Regions from separate parts of the Zea mays genome. Here regions 1 and 2 are each linked to region 3. Evidence: chromatin contacts called from public Hi-C data. All regions are on one chromosome and are shown on one strand. Each heading gives the region's core, a stretch centred on a gene start, on an enhancer-like site or on the middle of the called end of the contact. The rest is flanking DNA. Distances are from core to core; before and after follow the strand shown. Region 1 holds the start of LOC100275097. Region 2 holds the start of LOC118476764. Region 3 holds the start of LOC103651348 (glutamate synthase 1 [NADH], chloroplastic).

What was found. Hi-C and Micro-C count contacts between places; a contact is called where the count stands out from the background.
Region 1: a contact with region 3 is called in a Hi-C map of leaf, with 4 times the contacts expected there. The contact joins the promoter of LOC100275097 here to the promoter of LOC103651348 in region 3. A contact is called at or near these places in 3 of 25 Hi-C or Micro-C datasets (ear and leaf).
Region 2: a Hi-C map of ear shows a contact between it and region 3, with 1.8 times the contacts expected there. The contact joins the promoter of LOC118476764 here to the promoter of LOC103651348 in region 3.

What each region holds. Positions count from the first base shown.
Region 1 is chr3:213,633,249-213,637,343 of Zm-B73-REFERENCE-NAM-5.0, reverse strand. It overlaps LOC100275097, which reads right to left and starts at 2,099. Exons shown (of 7, transcript NM_001326529.1): 1 at 1,936-2,099; 2 at 879-1,025; 3 at 696-787. The coding sequence starts at 970. It overlaps LOC103651345 (D-glycerate 3-kinase, chloroplastic-like), which reads left to right and starts at 3,543. Exons shown (of 12, transcript NM_001326531.1): 1 at 3,543-3,803; 2 at 3,882-4,095. The coding sequence starts at 3,797.
Region 2 is chr3:214,197,768-214,202,016 of Zm-B73-REFERENCE-NAM-5.0, reverse strand. LOC118476764 reads left to right here and starts at 2,681. Exons shown (of 2, transcript XM_035966432.1): 1 at 2,681-4,249. It overlaps LOC100286233 (transcription initiation factor TFIID subunit 11), which reads left to right. Exons shown (of 4, transcript NM_001159121.1): 2 at 429-516; 3 at 1,210-1,309; 4 at 1,600-2,036. The coding sequence ends at 1,727.
Region 3 is chr3:213,903,554-213,907,941 of Zm-B73-REFERENCE-NAM-5.0, reverse strand. It overlaps LOC103651348 (glutamate synthase 1 [NADH], chloroplastic), which reads right to left and starts at 1,477. Exons shown (of 23, transcript XM_008676969.3): 1 at 844-1,477; 2 at 1-279. The coding sequence starts at 256.

The sequences.
Region 1 (4,095 bases), core at 850-3,349, 270 kb after region 3:
TATCTTCTTCAACGTCTGGCGTGTATGTAAGTGAGAGGTGTGGTGATGCTGATGCACACCTGAGTGACAAAGCAGGTCAAGAATATACTCCATTTTTGTGTGATTTATACTAGCTCGGTACAATCATATTTTTGCAACCACATTGGATATGAATAGTCTGCCTTTACTATTTGATAACAAAACATCAAAGTCCTCTATGTTAAACTTAAATCATATTCAACCATTTAATTTTGGAAGGTATTCCTTGGCACATGATAAATATCCAATGAGGCCCAAAGCTAAACTGAACACCCAAAGATCAGGATAATTAGCAATATTAATATGTTGCTTTATCAGAGGACTTATATTCAATAAAAGCATGCTGAGAACACTACAATACACTTTATTATAAAATATCTACAGTATGAAGTCTGAAAATGAAGGGCAATCATGGTGCAGTGGTGAGAGCTGTCTCACTGAGTCACCAGGTCGTGGGTTCGAAGCAGCCTCTCCGCATTTGCGGGGAGAAGGCTTGCATCGGTTTATCCCTTTCCTAGACCCCACTCATGTGGGAGCCTCCGGCACAAAGTCTGCCCCTTTATGCAGTCCGAGGAACTGAGTGTACAGCCACCAGACAGGTACACCCATCAAGAACAACAACATGTATGCATCAATAGAGTAGCAGTAAACAAAAAATAGAGAGGAGGGTAAAATACCAGGTATAAGAGCATTCTCCGAGAGGTATGTGTTTTTTGCAAGTGAAGGAAGGAGTAGTAGCGCGATAATGCCTGCATAGCAGCATATAACACTGACCCAAAATGGTGAATAGTGAGTTGGGGGAACAAAAAAGGACAAAAAGGAAGGATTTAGACTGCAAAATGAAGGAGAGGATGGTGAACCTGAACAGAATGTGGTGAGATGCAAGGAATACACCAAGGCGCACAATGAGCCGCGATTTTGGCTGTGTCTCTTGCTTGGCTAACGACTTCATGACTGTAATATAGTTGTTCAGGAATTGCTTGAAATGAAATCAACTATTCATTTGACTGCAAAATGAAATGAAAATAAACACATCCACAGCGTTAAAAAAGTTTGAGGTTGATTAAAATGTTATCAAGCATTTTGGTTTCTGGTTTAGAACGTTTGCATCCATTTTAATTCTTAAATGCATTGACTTATCTTTAATCGAAGGCATCCATGAACAAAAGATGAATTCATGGTCAATGATCTTGAGGTGTCACTAATGAATCATTTTTTATCAAAACAATATAAACAATAGCTAATCATTCGGCTTGGATGCAAGAAGAATGCATGTGCACAATCATACTAACCCTCTATCACTAATTTAACTTGATAGTCTTCATCCAGGAATACATACAGCTAGGTGAAGGTCCAAAACAGCCAGACAGGTGCCATCTTGCACCAATCCACAAAAGGTTTGGAATAGAAACCAGGACCGGTGCTCCACTACAGGGAAAAACATAAGTGCAAGAAACTAGAATGGTTGGAATATCAATCACAGTAAGTTAGAGAGCTAGAATTCCCCCCTCCTTTTTAGATGGAACAGGTTTGATATTTTTTTCACTGAAAGCGCGCTATTCAGCAGAACTAGCATGTTTTAAGAAAGATCTAAAACTGAATGGTGGATAGAATGCCCTAAGCCATCTACAACAAATAATAGATGGACAACGGGATCGAACATTCACCATTTAACAAACAAAACAGTTTAGCTGAATCGAATTAATTAGCTCAAACACTAGCTACAGGCCTACAGACTAGTCGACCGTCACAAGGGTAGACCCAATAAAGGACATGGGTGTACATGCACACCCGATAGAAATTAGTAGGCATAATACATTTATACAGATCAGATCCAAATACAGATAGCCAAATAGCTTAATTAGGGTTCGGATGCTTAGTTTTGCACATCAGGAAGGGAAGAGGGGGCGGCCGTACCTGGTGTGGTGGGTGCTTGTCGCCGGCGGCACGTACGCCAAGATGCTTCCTGCCTGGGACCTCGGCACGGTAGTTGGGCGTCGGGCCCAGCAGCAGCGGAGGCGACGCGCTGGACCAGAAGCTGGGCACGCCGACGAGGCGACGAGCTAGAGGGCGGTGGTCACTGTGACATCCGGTCTATGTTGCTGTATCGGAGATAGAAGAGGAAGCTGGCACTTATGAAGAACAGTAGAAGGGTATGGGCCGTAGCTGGGCTAGATTGATTGTTACTGTAGAATTGTGGCGTGGGCTGGCCAGCCGTGTATAAGGTCTGTAAGCACCGTATGTCGGGTAGGCAAAAACATAATAGAAACAGAGCAATGCTCGTTGGCCCAAGCAGCTCACTCGTTTGATGGCAAACCAGCGAAACCTATCTTTAATAATGACATAATTCCAAATTTCTCGTCATTTTTATTGTGAGAGCAGAGCTCTAATGCATTTGATCTTATTATGTCAAAGAAGCAACAAAGTGACATGTCACATATAGAGATCTGATTTTATTCACCATAATTTCATACATGTATTAAATGGTTTACGGACATTCGAATATACCAAGTTAATTCTTTTAGTATTCGTGGCAAAACTTTTAAGACTAGTTTAGAAATTTAAATGCGCTCCAAAATTTTTGGAAAAAAATAGCTCGTTTTTCTCAATTACCGGAATTTTTAAAGGGGTTAGGTTTTCAAACTAATGTGCTTATGCGTGTACACAAAACACCGCAACTTCTAGCCTAGGGCTGGACGAAGGGATTGTTTGGTTCAACGCCTCCACGCATCTCCTCGCCAGGCATTCGCATTCAACCCGAGGTGTTTAGAATCGAACACCTGGCGTTGCTGCCACCGTTTTGCAAAACAAGCCCGAATGTTCGTGGCTTGTTGGCTCGCTTTATTTGTAGTTAGCTCGACTCAAATCGACTCGCTCGAATCTTTTTCACGAACAGAGCCGACATTCTAGCTTAGTTAGCTCATTAGTTAAACGAGCTATCACATTTCAGCAAAACAGAACTATATATATATTATTTACGTAACAATTGATGAATATATTATATGTATGTGTTGTGTCTATGTCTATGAGTTAAACTAATAATTGATGAACTGTCTTTATGTTAAATTGGTCTATATGAATATAATTGTTGGTTAAACTGATGAACATATGTGTGAATTGTGAATTGATGAGTGATAATGTATGTTGATTTAGTGTTACATTGATGTGATATATAAAATTATGAGTATAATTATTATTTTTCTATTTTTAAATTAATTAGAACTTAATTATTATATACATATTGTTTTTTTATTTATCTCATAAGTTAAACGAGTCAAATCGATCTGACACTATGCCTCGTTAACTTAACGAGTCAGCTCGAACTCGAATAAGTTGAGTCGAGCCAAGCCTCGATATACAACCCGTTCTAACCTCAGTAATCGCCACGCACACGTACTGCTCATGTTGCATGTACACAAACTTAGCAAGAGCGACGTCTCTAACTTCTCTTCTAGATGCGTGATTCTTATGTCCTTTTCTTTTTCTTTCGACGATAAGCGTGCTTGAGCGGCAGAGACTAGTTTATTTTTTCTATCTCTCTCCCTTTTGATATTTTTCCAGCTGTCCACCACCTCCCTCGCTCGAGTACATTTTGTTACTATTATTTGATTATTTCTGCCCTTGGTATACAATGTTCGATGATGCGCTATAAACAAAAAAATATCCCGCACCCACTCTGTCGCTAAACTAATATACTGGAGAACCGATCTTCTGTTAGCCGCTCCTACTAATATACTGGTTAGCCGATCGATTGTTCAGGTCCTCGGATCTTGACTGTATGGATGGTAATCTTCTCGTTGTCGACAATTAGAGAAGAAACTTGCTGTCGATTGTCTAATTTCTTGTCTCATCGTGCCGGCCAGCGTTCTTGTCATGCCTGGACGACGGCCCGACGGCTTCGCCGCCGCGCGCCGCCCCGCCGCCATCCCCGGCGCTTAGCGCGCGGGACCTCTACAGCTTCATATGCAGCGGTCCACTGGTGGACAGGATCGGCTATACCAAAGAGAAGGTCGCCGACTCCATCGGCCGGTGGCTTCGCTGCGGGGTTGACGTGGCGCGCCTCCTCCGCCTCGACGA
Region 2 (4,249 bases), core at 1,432-3,931, 290 kb before region 3:
AGGGTGGTCAAACTTGACATGGGAGAAGGCAATAAAAAAGGATTTGAAGGAATGGAATATCCCAAAGGAGTTGTGTTTGGATAGAAGTGCTTGGAAGGAAGCTATCCACGTGCCCGACCCGTGATAGGCCTTTTCCCTTTTAGTTCTCTCAAAAGCTTTTTCCTCTCCCCTTTCTCTCTCTTTCTCTTTTTGGTGACTTTTGGATTTCAATCTAGCCTACCCCAATTTGTTTGGGACTAAAAGGCTATGTTGTTGTTGTTGGTTTTTCTGAATTACTACTATGTAGTGGCGGTTGCCGAGACAAATATCATGTTTCATACTTGTGGTTTATATTCCATATAGTACATAAAAGGGTGAGTATTCATACTTTCTTTCTTATGATTGAATAATAAATTATATGTCTATGTTCTAATTGTATCCTTTCTCAGTGCTATACTGTCCCAGTTTACACAACAGCAGATGAACCGTTACGAGTCATTCCGAAGATCCGGATTTCAGAAATCTAACATGAAAAGGGTATGGCTTCACTTATTAATCATATAAATTGTAGGGGAAATGCAAAGACCCAGCATTATAAGCTAGGGGGTTTCAAGTACCCACCTACACCTCCATCCTTACACATAACACTTGTAGGTGTGAGACGGTAAGGACCTGAGATGCAAGTGGATATTTGAACTTTGAAATCCCCTGACTTGTAGGCGAGTCTTTTCTATTTTCTCTAAATTAAATGATCTAAACTCATGCGTTATTTATATTTGTCCCATTATTTCTCAATGGTTGAATTTGTAAATAAATATATGCATATAGAGCAGATATTTTTACCTTGAATGCATGACTAGTGATAGTATCTTAAGTCAAATAAGTGCTAGCTGCTAAAGCAAATATTTGTTTTTTGTTCCAATTCATGGAAAATTACTCGGCTCTCGATGCCTTATATGAAACATACTAAGATAGCCATGCATGTTATATGTATTTATTTCATTTCCTATAGAAGTGCTTGGATAACAACAATTTGGTCGGGAGTTTTTTTTTTTTTTTTTGCTTCATTCATCATGCTGCAGGCTTGAAATTTGTATGCCCGTACCGATTTGAATAGAGGGTGTGCCGATAACAAATTTGAATCCTTTAATCATGTAATTGCTATCCAGTAACTCAGATCAGTCTTCGGCCAGATTTTGTAGTGTTAATCTGTATTGTGTTTGCTTACAGCTATTGGCAAGCATCACTGGAAGTCAAAAGATTTCTATCCCTACATCAATTGTGGTATCAGGAATAGCAAAAATATTTGTTGGTGAGCTAATTGAAACAGGCAAGTTCAGAATAGTCACGTTTACTTTTTTTTCCTATGGAATCCGATTTTCTACAGCGTTGCTGAAATGTATATTTTGTACGTTGTCTAAGGATGATAACCAACATCCAACTGTAAGCTCACCTAGTATGATCTTGTTTTTTTAGTCTGGCTTCTGTTTCTGTGGTCCATTTTCTTCTTTCCACCTCGCTACGATCCAAGGAACTTGCTAGCAGAATTTGTAGGTTCCAACAGAAGGGATGGCTTTCTTGGTTGTTGCTTTCTCTTGACAATTTCACTGTGTATTGCAGCAAGAGTAGTCATGAGTGAGAGGAAGGATTCAGGACCCATCAGGCCTTGTCACATCAGGGAGGCATACAGAAGATTGAAGCTTGAAGGGAAGATCCCACGGCGCTCTGTTCCTAGGCTCTTCCGCTAGAACTGACACACATCAGGCAGGAGTCGGGACAGATGTGGGACAATCGTTTTCCACGTAACTGCGGACCTCGTCATACGTACCATGGGAATTGAAAACCTGTGTACTGTAAAGTTAGCCCCCCGTTTTGACTTCATACTAGCCGCTGATGCGCTGAATAACAGGTGGTGGCTCCTGTCACGAGCTAGATGTCTTGAAATGGGTTTGGGGAATGATTTAGCAAGAACAAGGTTAGGATTACAGGGTCGGGCATGCGGCTGGGACCTGCGAGACGAGGATCTATTCGAAATGCAGTTTGTTAGAATTTACTTACTTGCTTAAGGCTGTTTTCGGTGAATCTGTTTGACACTGTTTGAAGGATGAGTTTGAAATAGGGATAAGGTACACAGCGCAGTGCCGCCCAAGGTTTGAGAAACCGGTCGGCAAACCAGATAAACCGGCCGGCTTTCCGGTTATCGGGCCCAGCCGGTTTTGTAGTTTGAATTTGTGAAATTTTATAAAATTTGAAATATTTTGACGAAAATTTTCTTATAAATACTATGGATTATTCTAAGACTTTCCACTGAAACCAAATTTAAAAATACACTACCGAATTCAAACTAAAAATCAAAAAAGTAAAAAAAATAAAAAAAAAACACCTCCTAAATGGGCTGGCCCATTATGGCTATACTTAACCCTAACGCCGCGCAACCAGCTCCACAGAGCTCCCCATCCGCTTCTACGCCTCGTCCGGTCGAAACCGTCGTCCGTCCGCCGCCAGAGCACGACGAGCCGGCCATAAGAACCGGCTAGCCGACCGGTTGGAGCGGAAAGCCGCCGGTAAGTCCCTCTTCCTCGACAGTCCGTAAACCAGCGGTTTGAGGCGATTTATCGGCCGGTTTGAGCGGCTAATCGGCCGGCTAGCTCCGGCTTATCGGGCGCATCGGCTAGGGCGCGCCGCGCGGCTTACCGGCCGGTTAGGCCGGTTTATCGGTGATATGAGCCGATTAATCGGCCAGATGGGTCGATTAGCCGAGCTGCCGAGTAGGGGTAGGGTTAGGTTAATTTTTCCCCTTTTGGCTTCAAATCATTTGAAATTAGCACCGCTACTTGTAAAAATAGATGTAGGCTAATAATTGTAGGCTAATAATAGTTGTTGTTGCTATTTTCAGGGATGTCGGAGCGGCAAGATCCGGTTTGGGTACACGGGGACAACATATATCCCGGATTCAAGTGCAAGTATTGCAAGAAACAGTGGAAGGGTGGTGGTGCTACACGTTTCAAGCAACACCTTGCATCGTGTGGGGGGAATGTGCAAGGTTGTCGCACCGTTCCACCGGACACTGCCGATTACTTTCGGCGTGAGCTAGACAAGGTCCATGATAAAAGAAAAGCAAGAGTAGCGGAAGAGGCACGAAAGTTGCAAGCGGCGGGTTCGCATCGTGTTTCCGATGATGATGATGATGCGGAGTTACAGGCCGCAATGCGTGCGTCGAGAGAGGAGGAGCTTAGGATGCGTGCTCGCGCGAGCGGTGGCACGTATGAGACGGGTGGTGGCTCGTACCAAGGTGGTCTCCGTGCCGCGTTTGGGAGAATAGGTTCTAGGAAGGAGAAGCCACATATGGTGCAGACAAGGATTGATACGGGTCCGTTCTCTAAGGCGGGAAAGAATGCGGTCCATTTTGTTGGTCAGCAGTGGGCTAAGTGGTTCCATGCGGAGGCGATTCCAGGGCATAAAGCAAACAGTCCATATTTCATCAATGCATTTAGAGAGACGCAAAAACATGGTGAGTGTGGATCCAAAGTTTATCATTGTCAATCAATGTCGTACATTTCTCTCATTCATGTTGTACCTGACATGTAGGTGAAGGGGTCAGATATCCGAAAGGATATTTGATTGACAATCGGTAGTTAGATGAGAATGAGAAGGATTTGCAGGATGATTTCACAAAGTTCAAGGAGGACTGGCCAACATATGGACTTACCATCATGTGCGACTCACGGACAGGACCGACCCAAATGTCAGTGATTAATTTCATGTTATTTTGTAATGGTGTTATGTTCTTCCATAAATCAGTGGATGCAACGGGTAAATCCCAGGATGCGAATTACCTATATAAGGTAATTTCATTATCATTTTATGGTTGGTTGAATGCTATTCTATGCGCCTCTTATTGTTGTAATTTGGACGATGCTTGTAGGAAATCATGGACGTGGTCACCGAAATTGGTCCAGAGCATGTGGTCCAGATTATCACTGATAATGGTGCGAACCACAAAAAGGCATGACGTATGGTAGTCGCGAAGCACCCTACTATTGTGTGGCAGCCATGTGTCGCTCATACCATAAATTTGATGTTAAAGGAGATTAGAAATTTTCCTGAGCATGATGTTGTGATTCAAAGTGCTAGACGGGTATCACGGTTTCTTTACAACCATAACAAGCTACATTCCATGATCAAGGAGGCAATTGGTGGGGAGTTGGTTCAATGGAATGCCACTAGGTTTGGAACAAATTATGTTTTCTTAGAGAGCTTTCTTCGTCGG
Region 3 (4,388 bases), core at 228-2,727:
GCCCAATGCTGCTGTTCGGGAGCTTTGAGAGCGGCCTCACCACCTCGGCGTCGCGTGCCGCCGCGTGGGGCGCCCGCGGAGCGACGCGCTCCTCGGTGCGGTGCACGCGGCCAAGGAATCCGCTGCCCTCGAGGGAAACGCCACCGTAGGCTTGCCAGCCCGAACGGTACGGCGCCGCCACGGGGCGGCCGCGTCGGGCCCAACGACCTGCGCCCAGCGGCGCCGACCTCAACGCTGTCCCTTGCGCCGTCGACATGGCTGAACAGCAAGCCTCGCAACCTGTCATGCAACAGTCAAACAACGACGAACATCAGATGGTGTTCGCTTAGCTGTTCATCGATCTACAACACCACGCGGGGGAAAAGGGAACCAGAAATGCGTGAAAAAACATATTTAAAAAGCACCCGAAAAAACAAGCAGAAAGCTCAAGGCTGTCCCCTTCGGGCTTCGGCCCTTCCCTACGCCCACATGTCAACACCATAGGCATCCAGAAAAGAGCGTGCGACCCACTCCGCAGCGTAACAGAGCACTCCCGAAAAGAATTACGAAGAAAACGCCTCAGCGGCGGAAACACACGCAGGGATGAACAGATCTACCAACCCCACGCACGGCGGTGCGGATTCCTCCGCCGCCGCCGCGACACAGCAGATTCACGAAGCAGCGCACGGACGGACGCAGAATCAAACATCAACGGATCGAAATAAATAAAAGCAACGAGACGGCCGCGTATGCCACCAACCACGCACGCACGCTACAGCCGAACCAAACCGCCAAGTTGCCAAATCCCGTCGGCTTTTTTTAGCGTCTCGCGGGTCACGGCAAGAGGGTGCAGCGAGCGGATACCTCTCTCTCCGTCTAGCCGCACGGAACCGGTGGCTGCGGGCTCACGACCGCGTTGTGGCTCCGCCCTTTTCTCCGCCGCTACCTTCGCGACTCACGCCCGGGGATCGGTGTCTTAGATTTTGGCTGCTCACTTCCCCACGCTTATCCCCGGCGGCGGCTCGGCGAGGAGGGGATCGGTGTTGTGGGTTGGTGGGAGCGGAGTGCCGCCTCTGTCGCGGCCTCGCGGGATGCCCTGCCTGCCGAGCGTCGCTCGCCTTCCTTGACCTCTCCCCCGGATTGTACAGGGCGTTGGGGAGCATTCGGCGCCTCTGCATTTATAGAGGGGAGGAGCGAGGGAGGGTGGCGGTGAGCTCGCCCTCACCGCGCCTAGCTGCCAACCCCGCTCTCCTCGTCTCGCGTGGCGTCCCCACGCACGCATACGGCCCCACTGATTATATTTTCGCCCCCAATCTTCTCACAAATTTTGTTTCCCTTTTTTTGGTTTTCTCTGTTTATTTGGTTATTTTAAGAGTTTTGTTGTTGTTAGGTGAGGCTATCTCAGCCATATTTCGTATGGGTCCCTACAAGAAACAGGATTCCGTTGTACCCCTTGCCTGTATGGTGCTTTTTTGGTGTACAAAAATGGAAACGTGTTAGCAAATCATACTAAATAGATAGCATTTGTCTGAATATCTTTCCGGCGGAACACATTTACTGTGACATATTCTGCATACGATTTTAATAATTAATTTAGTGAATGGTGTTCTTGCTTAGCGATTTATTTGCCGGTCAATATTATATATCCAACTAATTCTTTGTCTATCAACTAGTTGCAAGAACTCGTACAAATGAACCATACTTGAAATAACTACTTCGTGTCAATGAAATCTCAGTGTCAATGTGTAAGGTGATGTGTATGCATCCATGCAAATAGTTAGATATTTTTTAGTTTGAGTAAAGTTCAAGGTCTCTTCATTTCGCAACTTTCCCCCTCTATACCCTATATACATTATGTACACTATTGAAGTTTCCTCACTTGTGGTCCCTTTTGATTTGGCAAAACATGTCGCCTCTCTCACAATGAACACGAGAACCAAAAAAGAAGAGGCATCCTAGAAAAAGGTTAGAGGAAGAGCAATAAGAGGATCCCAAACTTATCACCTCTTAGTTGGCACTATTGAGGAAAGGAGGATACAACATCGCATTCTATCTTATTGCACAAATCACGCGTGAGTGTGACGTGGACGGCATGTATCCTCTAGTGATACGCATCTTATGCGTGAAGGGAAGGCGATGACACGACAAAAATCCCCGCTTACACGAGGTGAGCAATTGCACCGCCGCCTAATTCATAGGTTAATTCCCTTTTTTCTTCTCATTGCACTAATTCCTACTTAAGCTCATCTTTTGCATTGGCATAGATAACTGAGAGGTACATCTATATTTTTTTGAAATATTTCACGCATTTTTTTATATTTGCAAACATGAGACAGACCATCGGAGAAGCAAATAGTATAGGAACATTAGATATGTTCTTGCATTCTTGTGATGTGTTTCACTTGAACAAACTGATAAACAATTAAAAAAATTTATTTACACGCACGGGACATTTTTAAAACCTGTTTCAAGAAGTGGGGTTTGTTATGTGAAACCAATACACTTCTACACAAAAAAACAAGGGACATGAAGATCGATCTTTATTCAAGTATATAAATCACTAGGGTTAATAAAAAAAACTACCATGCAATCTTTCGGATTAGACAAATAATATAAGAAACTATGGACACTAGAAGCCAAAATTGACGAACGTCGGAAACAAAGGGAGTATAGTAGAGGGAGGGAGTACGGGAGGTGAAATGCCTTCGAAAGAATCTTTTTGGCCTGAAATATAAAATCAGGAGACGGTTACAATTTTGCACTCTTCCGTCTGCATTTAGCGGCAGTGCGGGCCCACGGCCAGATCAGACACGACGGGGACTCGTGCTGTCCACAGTCGCTGCCTAGCATACTGTTGTTAGCAAAAACAGCAGCCGCCCGATGTATGTGGGGCCCAGGATCCGACGGCTGCGGTCCGGCCGTCGCGCCGCCGTCGATGCGGAGAGCCACAGCCGCTTTGGAGATCACCACGCCCCTTGTTTGCCGCCCTTATCTTGTGTGCTTATTTTATTTTATTTATTTATTTAACACTATCTGTACAGTGCATGGATTTTGATTAATTAAACGCCCGAATTCGAAACCGCTTGTTTTTATCCGACGCTAGTGGCCTACTCCGTCACTGCCCCAAGCTCAGAGCCAGAGGGGCAGGCCTAGGAAGCCGCGCACGCACCCGGATTCAAAAAGCGGGCAGGGGGCCTCCGCGGGCCCCACGTGTCTGGGGAAGGTAGGTGCTTTCTGGGGGAGAGTTTCTTCTACACGTGGTCTTCCTCGCGATGGCCGAGCCCTGTAGATTCCAGATACCTGACCAAAAATGCTAAGCGCCCACATGGGAGCTCCAAAGCCCCAAAATTGCGCGGTTGTCCAGCTGAGCAAGCCTCTAATTGTACTATTGCATCATGATAGTCACATTTAGCATGGTACGTAATTAACTCATCCTGAATAATGCTCAAGTACTTTTGTTTAGTTCTGGTTGAAGTTGCAAGTCGATTTATCTGTTATATTTTTTTGAACATTATAAATTTTCCAGTGTTAAGCGTCCTGGTTTTTTCTAAAAAAAACTCAGAAATTTACCCAACCACAATGCATTCAAGTTCTGTAATTCAAAAAAAATTGGAAAAGGATTGTGAGTTATCCTCTCTGATTCTAAATGTGGATAGTTAGGATTCTACCTAGGCAAGACTTTTAACTTAAACCCTCAACATATAAAAGCTATATAGATATATACAACATAAGGTGGATGGTACCATTGTAGTGGAAACTAAGAGCAACTCCAATAGTTATGTACATTTTAGCTTTCTAAATCACAGATTTAAGAAGTTGCTAAATAACTTTTGGAGTAAAAAAATGTGAGTTCTCCAATAGTTCTCTAAATATAGGTTGTAATTTTGTTTTGTATTTATCCACATAAAAAAAGTCACAAAAACTATATAATACAGTCAACATTTTTGTTTAGGGAGTTGTTAAATGGTTGCCAAATGTAGAGAGAAAATGAGGTTAGATGATAAGTTGTTAAATTTAGAAAGTTTATTTAGAGAACTGTTGGAGAATAGTTTTCATGTTAACTACCTAAATTATTGATTTAGCAAATCTTTTAGAGAACTACTGGAGTTGCTCTAACTATTATACTATATTTCGAATTATATGTCCTTTTGGTTTTTACAGTGCATCTTAGATATATTATATCAAAATATATGGTAAAAGTATGTTCTAGAGAATCATGACTTGTAATTTAAAATTGACTAGTTAGTTGCCCGCTACGGTTTCTGTATATGATCTGCAGTTTGTTTGTACAGCACAAACCAACATGATCTGCAGTGGTTAGAGGCGGATGCTCTCTTTCTAAAGACTACAGTTCGAATCAAATCCACTATTCAAAAGGGTGCATTTTACCATTAATTCCACGTCAAAAC